Linked DNA regions of Mus musculus: region 1 is linked to region 2. A link is a contact called in public Hi-C data. All regions are on one chromosome and are shown on one strand. The core of a region is the stretch at or near the end of the contact, and the rest is flanking DNA. Distances in the headings are between cores, read along the strand shown.

The links. A called contact is a pair of places that touch in the nucleus more often than the background predicts.
Region 1: a Hi-C map of the G1E-ER4 cell line shows a contact between it and region 2, with 5 times the contacts expected there. The contact joins two enhancer-like sites. A contact is called at or near these places in 9 of 39 promoter capture datasets (the 3T3-L1 cell line, 3T3-L1-derived adipocytes, the C10 cell line and 4 more), 1 of 15 datasets of contacts at CTCF or cohesin (pro-B cells), 26 of 484 Hi-C or Micro-C datasets (B cells, the G1E-ER4 cell line, LSK cells and 15 more) and 1 of 115 datasets of contacts at active chromatin or transcription factors (embryonic stem cells).

Annotation. Positions count from the first base shown.
Region 1 is chrX:94,031,133-94,034,588 of GRCm38.p6, forward strand. No RefSeq gene overlaps it. Among named protein-coding and RNA genes, the nearest start is that of AU015836, 64 kb to the left of the region's middle. Within about 2 kb of position 1,994, at least 8 of the 459 cell types and tissues checked have an H3K27ac peak or open chromatin away from gene starts, as enhancers often do. A contact at or near this core is called in the G1E-ER4 cell line, where this site is marked.
Region 2 is chrX:93,895,523-93,899,001 of GRCm38.p6, forward strand. No RefSeq gene overlaps it. Among named protein-coding and RNA genes, the nearest start is that of Pdk3, 65 kb to the left of the region's middle. Within about 2 kb of position 1,824, at least 6 of the 459 cell types and tissues checked have an H3K27ac peak or open chromatin away from gene starts, as enhancers often do. A contact at or near this core is called in the G1E-ER4 cell line, where this site is marked.

The DNA of each region.
Region 1 (3,456 bases), core at 744-3,243, 140 kb after region 2:
CATCTCACTAGCCCCAAGACAGTGACTCTTAAAGCACCTTACAGAGGAAAGAGTTTATTTGTGCTTACAGTTCTGGACTTTAGGAGTCCATCATGATGGGAAGGTATGACAAAAGGCAACAGGCATAGTGATGGGTACTGAATGCTGAGAGCTTATAATTTGAACCTCAAGAATGAAGCAGAGGGCTGGAGAGATGGCTCAGCAGTTAAGAGCAGTGACTGCTCTTCCAGAGGTCCTGAGTTCAAATCCCAGCAACCACATGGTGGCTAACATCCATCTATAATGGGATCTGATGCCCTCTTCTGGTGTGTCTGAAGACAGCTACAGTGTATTTAGATGCAATAAATAAATATTTAAAAACAAAAAGAGAATGAAGCAGAGAAAGCTGTTTTTATGGCCAGGACCAGGTAGCCAAGAACACAGGGCAGAACCAGGAAAGACTATAACCTTCAAAGTCCCACCTCTAATGACTTTGCCAGCTGGGTTCTACCTCTAAAGTGTCCATAGCTTTCCAAAACAGTGCCATCAACTGAGGAGCAAGTGTTCACATGTGAAGGAACAGCTCAGATTCGAACCATAAAAAGTGCCCCAGTCTCTGAATGGCTGTTCTAGCTCCTCTATCAAAACGGGATGAGTATGTGTCTTAGTCAGGGTTTCTATTGCTGTGACAAAACACCATGACCAAAAAAGCAAGTTAGGGAGGAAAGGGCTTATTTTGCTTACACTTCCACATTGGAGTTCATTACTGAAGGAAGTCAGGGCAGGAACTCAGAGCAGGAACCTGGAGGCAGAAGCTAGTACAGAGGCCATGGAGGAGTGCAACTTACTGGCTTGCTCCTCATGGCTTGCTCAGCCTGCTCTCTTATACAATCTGAGAACACCAGCCCAGGTAGATAACACCCACCATGGGCAGGGACCTCCCTTGTTGATCAATAATTGAGAAAATGCCTGACAGCTGGATCTCATTTGGCTCAACAGCATTTCCTCAATGGAGGCTCCTTCCTCTCTGATGGTTCTAACTTATGTCAGGTTGACACACAAAACCAGCGAAAGCAGTATGTCAGAAATGGTTTGTGCCTTTAATCCCAGCACTCAGGAGGCAGAGGCAGGCAGACCTCTGAGTTGAAGGCCACCCTAGTCTATATAGTGAGTTCCAGGATAGCCAGGGCTATGTAGAGAGACACTGTCTCAAAAACAAACAGACTTGGGGTGAGAATGGCAGTGTGATGGTGCAATGAGGAAAGAGAGACATCCTATGTTCTCCATGAAGTGTGCCTTTCAAGGGTGCCCCCACCTCATGGCATCAGTTTCACCTGGGAAGGTAGTCCGATCCAAAACCCACTGTTATGATTTGAATATGCTCTCTCACAAATTCACATAAAGGTCAGGCATGGTGGTATGTGCCTATAATCGCACCACTTGGGAGACTGAGGCAAGACAATCACAAGTTCAAGACCCTGTCTCAAAAATGGATGGGGTGACAGGGAAATTGGTAAAAGCACTTGCTGGCAACCTGAGTTTTATCTCCAGAACCTACAAAAGGTGGTAGAAGAGAATCGATTCCACAAAGTTGTCTTCTGACCTACAACATGAATTCTCTCTCTCTCTCTCTCTCTCTCTCTCTCTCTCTCTCTCTCTCACACACACACACACACACACACATCAGACCCACTCATTCACACACTTAGGAATTTCAAAAACAACAACAACAACTGGAAGCCATGATATATAGGCAGAGGAGCCTGTGCTTGCTGCTTCAGTCTCTGTACGTTCACATGACCTTTGCTCAGTTCATTTACTGGGCCTCGTTTTCGTCACTTCTCTTTGAATTACCCACTGTCGGGTATTTTGTTATAGCAGCACAAACAGGCTAAGACACTTCCTAACTCAAAAACTCTGAATGCAGGGCCCAACAGGCTTTGTTTTAGCAAGATCATTACAATTCCGGCGAATGTTTGTGAAGCAGGGCTTCGAGGCGCTGCCTGGCTAACTTTCTACCTGCTCTTATCCCGTACTGCCACCTATTGGGGAAGCTCGTCCACTTGCTGCAAGATAGACGAAACCTGTTAAAATGAAAGGGAAACCAATTTCCTTATATTTTTCTCTTCTAAAAAACTTTACAAACCAAACTGAGAAGAAAGTTTACGAGCTTTGGAATGCAAATACTAAATTTTACACTGTTATAAGCAGTATAATTGGAGCTTTTAAAATGTGTGTGTGTGTGTGTATCAGAAGACAACTTGCTGGAATCTGTTTTCTTCGTACACCACATGGGTCACAGGAGTCACACTCAGGTTATCAGGCTACCAGGCAGATGATGCAGATAATGCCAATATTTGGAAGTAATAGCATCTCAGAAAATCTTACAAGTTTGTTATCATATCCCAAATTGGTTATTTCTTGTTTTATATGCTTAAGCTATTTCCAGTTTTCACTAGTCATAACTAATAGCATAGGGAATATTTCTGTATGATAAGCTGGAGTAGTTATTTCTTTTAGGTTATAATCTCCAAAATAAAATCACTTTTTCTCTTATTTAAAGGTTTATCTGTTTTCATTGTGTATCTTTATTTTTTGCCTTTATGTGTTATGTGCCATGTGCATGTAGTGTCTGTAAAGACCAGCAGAGGACGTTAGAGCCCATGGAGCTGCAGGTGCTGAGCCTTGAACCCATGTCCTCTGGAGACCAGCCAGTGCTCTTAACCCCTGAAACCACCTGACTAGTCCTAAAATTTCCTTTTAAAGTTTATTTAATTTGAATTTCTGTTGTTGTTGTCGTTGTTGTTGTTGTTGTGTGACAAGAGCTGGGCATGGTGGCTCATTCCTTTAATCCTGACACTCAGAAGGCAGAGGCAGGAAGGTGTCTGTGAATTTAAGGCCAGCCTTTTCTACATAGTGATTTCCAGGACAGCCAGGTATACATAGTGAATCCCTATCTTTTGAAAAAGATGACAGGGTCTCACTATACTACCCAGGGTGGCCTCAAACTCACAGTGTTCCTTTCTGAACTTTCTAAGTAGCCGAAATTGCAAGTATATGCTACCACACTTAAGGTGAATTTCTCTGGCTCTAGATAGATAACATCAGTATCATTTCGTCTAAGGTTTTTGTTTTGTTTTAGACAGTGTCTTGTAGGCTGGCCTCAAATTTTCTGTAACAAACCACCATGACCAAAGCAAGTTGGAGAGGAAAGGGTTAATTTGGCTTACACTTCCACAGCACTGTTCATCACTGAAGGAAGTCAGGACAGGCACTGAAACAGTGTAGGAACCTGGAGGCAGGAGCTGATGCAGAGGCCATGGAGGGATGCTGCTTACTGGCTTACTTCCCATGGTTTGCTCAGCCTGCTTACTTTTCCTTTTTTTTTTTTTTAAGATTTATTTGTTATTATATCTAAGTACACTGTAGCTGTCTTCAGACACCCCAGAAGAGGGCGTCAGATCTCATTACAGATGG
Region 2 (3,479 bases), core at 574-3,073:
TACCTCTCCTGGGCATATATCCAGAAGATGTCCCAACCGGTAAGAAGGACACATGCTCCACTATGTTCATAGCAGCCTTATTTATAATAGCCAGAAGCTGGAAAGAACCCAGATGCCCCTCAACAGAGGAATGGATACAAAAAATGTGGTACATTTACACAATGGAGTACTACTCAGCTATTAAAAAGAATGAATTTATGAAATTCCTAGGCAAATGGATGGACCTGGAGGGCATCATCTTGAGTGAGGTAACACAATCACAAAAGAACTCAAATGATATGTATTCACTGATAAGTGGATATTAGCCCAGAAACTTAGTATACCCAAGATATAAGATACAATTTGCAAAACACATGAAACTGAAGAAGAACAAAGACCAAAGTGTGGACACTTTGCCCCTTCTTAGAATTGGAAACAATCACCCATGGAAAGAGTTACAGAGACAAAGTTTGGAGCTGAGACAAAAGGATGGACCATCTAGAGACTGCCATATCCAGGGATCCATCCCATAATTAGCCTCCAAACGATGACACCATTGCATACACTAGCAAGCGTTGGCTGAAAGGACCCTGATATAGCTGTCTCTGTGAGACTAGGCCGGGGCCTAGCAAACACATAACTGGATGCTCACAGTCAGCCATTGGATGAAACACAGGGCCCCCAATGGAGGAGGTAGAGAACATATCCAAGGAGCTAAAGAGATCTGCAACCCTGTAGGTGCAACAACATTATGAACTAACCAGTACCTGGAGCTCTTGACTCTAGCTGCATATGTATCAAAAGATGGCCTAGTCGGCCATCACTTGAAAGAGAGGCCCATTGGACACGCAAACTTTATATGCCCCAGTACAGGGGAATGCCAGGGCCAAAAAATGGGAATGGGTGGGTAGGGAAGTGGGGGGGAGGGTGTGGGGGACTTTTGGGATAGCATTGGAAATGTAATTGAGGAAAACACATAATAATAAAAAATATTTAAAAAAAAAGAGAGAAAGAAACTGCCTTACGGGGCTGGAGAGATGGCTCAGTGGTTAAGAGCACCAACTGCTCTTCCAGAGGTCCTGAGTTCAATTCCCAGCAACCACACACAACCATCTGTAATGGGATCCAACTCCCTCTTCTGGTGTGTCTGAAGACAGCAACAGTGTACTCATATACATAAAATAAATAGATCTTTTTTTTTAAAAAAGAAAGAAAATGCCTTACTGTATGTATAAAACTGAAGGGTGTGGTGGCACATGCCTTAAATCCCAGCACTCAGGAATCACTGAAGTCTACAGAGCGAGTTCCAGGACAGCCAGAAACCTTGTCTTGAAAAGCAAAAAAAAAAAAAAAAAAAAAAAAAGAAAGAAAAAAAAGAAAAAAGAAAAGGAAAAGGAAGAAAGAAAGAAAGAAAGAAAGAAAGAAAGAAAGAAAGAAAGAAAGAAAGAAAGAAGGAAAATGAATACATTTTTAAAATGTTTCACAGGCTTGCTTATAGCCCCATCTTCTGGAGGCATTTAATTGAGGTTCCATCCTCTCAGATGATGTAAGCTTCTGTCAAGCTGACATAAAACTATCATGTTTCCACTAGTGACAGCATTTTGCCACAAAGCCTGCCAAACTTGGTAGCTTGGCCTAGGCAAATCCAAGGTCTTTATTTATTCCACTCTTAATTACCAATGTTATTTCTTACCTTGCACAGCACACCACAAACAGTAAACGTGTGTGTGTGTGTGTGTGTGTGTGTGTGTGTGTGTGTGTGCATTACAGAATGAGTACAAGTTATAAAGGCTGCAACAGAGCTGAAGAGACTTCAGAAAGCTGCTGATAAAGAGTCTGTGTAGATAAGATAATTCACCCGAGTAGTTCTGAGAGGGAGCTGCTCTACTCAGGTTTGAGCATGAAGCTGCTGAATTCAGCTTCAAGAAAAAAAGACCAAACTGTGTTAGAAGCAGGAGCCAATAGGTCAGGTCCAGGTCCAGACTGGAAAGCAGCTCCATCATTTGGAATGGAAAAGCAGGCAGTCCCGTGGGCTCCATCAAGGAAGATGTGTGCAAGTCAGGGAGTTGTCACTCCTTGACACACACAATATACATCAGATAATAGTTTGTGTGGGGCAGTGACATGGCAGTGTTTTGTGTCCCTCACTTCAGAGTCCAGGCAAGAACGTTATACCCTTTCCTTCACCCAACATGTCTGATAAATTCTTGGGCCTAGCTTTTCTGATATGATTTTAAGATGTCCACATCTCTCAGGGATTAGGTTTTCCTAATAAATGTATAAGGTGGCTCCCTTTTTATTTCCCGAGAAGAAGTCATTTGTGAGTTTGTGCTGGGCGGGTGCAGCTTGACACATAACGCAGTTGATGGTCCTTCAAGGGCCACAGTCATCCTTCTTTCTCCCTTGAAATGAAGTCAAAAGTTGCTTATAAAATGTGCAGGAACTTGGAGTAGGGCATGGCCTGATCGCAACAGTGTGTGGACGGACGTGAAGGAATACTAAGCAGCCTTGAGAAAGAACAGGAGGCTGGCATGTGCCACAGCATGGACGAAGTGTGCTGAGGAAAATAAGCCAGCTGCTGAAAGACAAACTACACGATTCCACTTACATTGTTCTGGGGTATCCACCAGAGAAGACTGCTCCTGGATATGGGCTTTAGCCAATAGAAAGTCTGTATTTGCTGGTCAGTGATTATACTGGGTGTTCAGGATCCCAGTGTAGCTCTGAACCTTTCTCAGAGTGAGCTTCTAAGCACAAAAATCATGTCCCAGGTTGACATACTGCAATGAACAAGAGAAGCTAGCTGGAAGCAGAATTACAGAAGTGAAAAGGCAAGATTAGTACGTTTAGAGATGTTCTCAGAAGTATAAACTTGGATGAATTAGGCCTGTGTTTTAGTTTGGGCAGGTGGTGCTGTCTACATGCTGAGTTTTGCAGCCTGAATGGGAGTTCCATCATGGAGTCACTTGTGCTAAAATCTTGGGCCTACTAAGGTCTAGGGCCATGTTACAACATTGGGTGGCTAAAGTGTTCAGATTCCTGGAGACTGAAGGTAGAATGGTGGCAGCCAGAGGTTGAGAGAGAAAGAAACAGGAAGTTGTAAGTTGGATTAATAGTTTCAGGTTTATATGATGAAAATATTCTGAAGAACTCTGAAACCAAGTTCTGAAGGTATCTCATAACTACATACTACACTTTAAACTCTGGTCTGTATACTTAAAAACAGTTAAAGATGGCAGGCTAGGAGAAGAGGACCAGAATAGCAGTCATGAACAGAATGAAGCAGTGTATCAGGGAGGGCGCCCCAGGAAACAGATGATACCCCCAAAGCAGAACTTGGGAGAATTCAATAAAGAAACCTTACACAAAGCTGAGTGTGAGTGTTTGCCTATAATCCTGACACTTGGAGGTGGAGGCAGGAGAATTGCCAGTGAGGTTGAGGCTGGGGAGATGGCTCAGTGAGGAGGTAAGCACTTGCTTTGCCAACATGTGGACTCCCA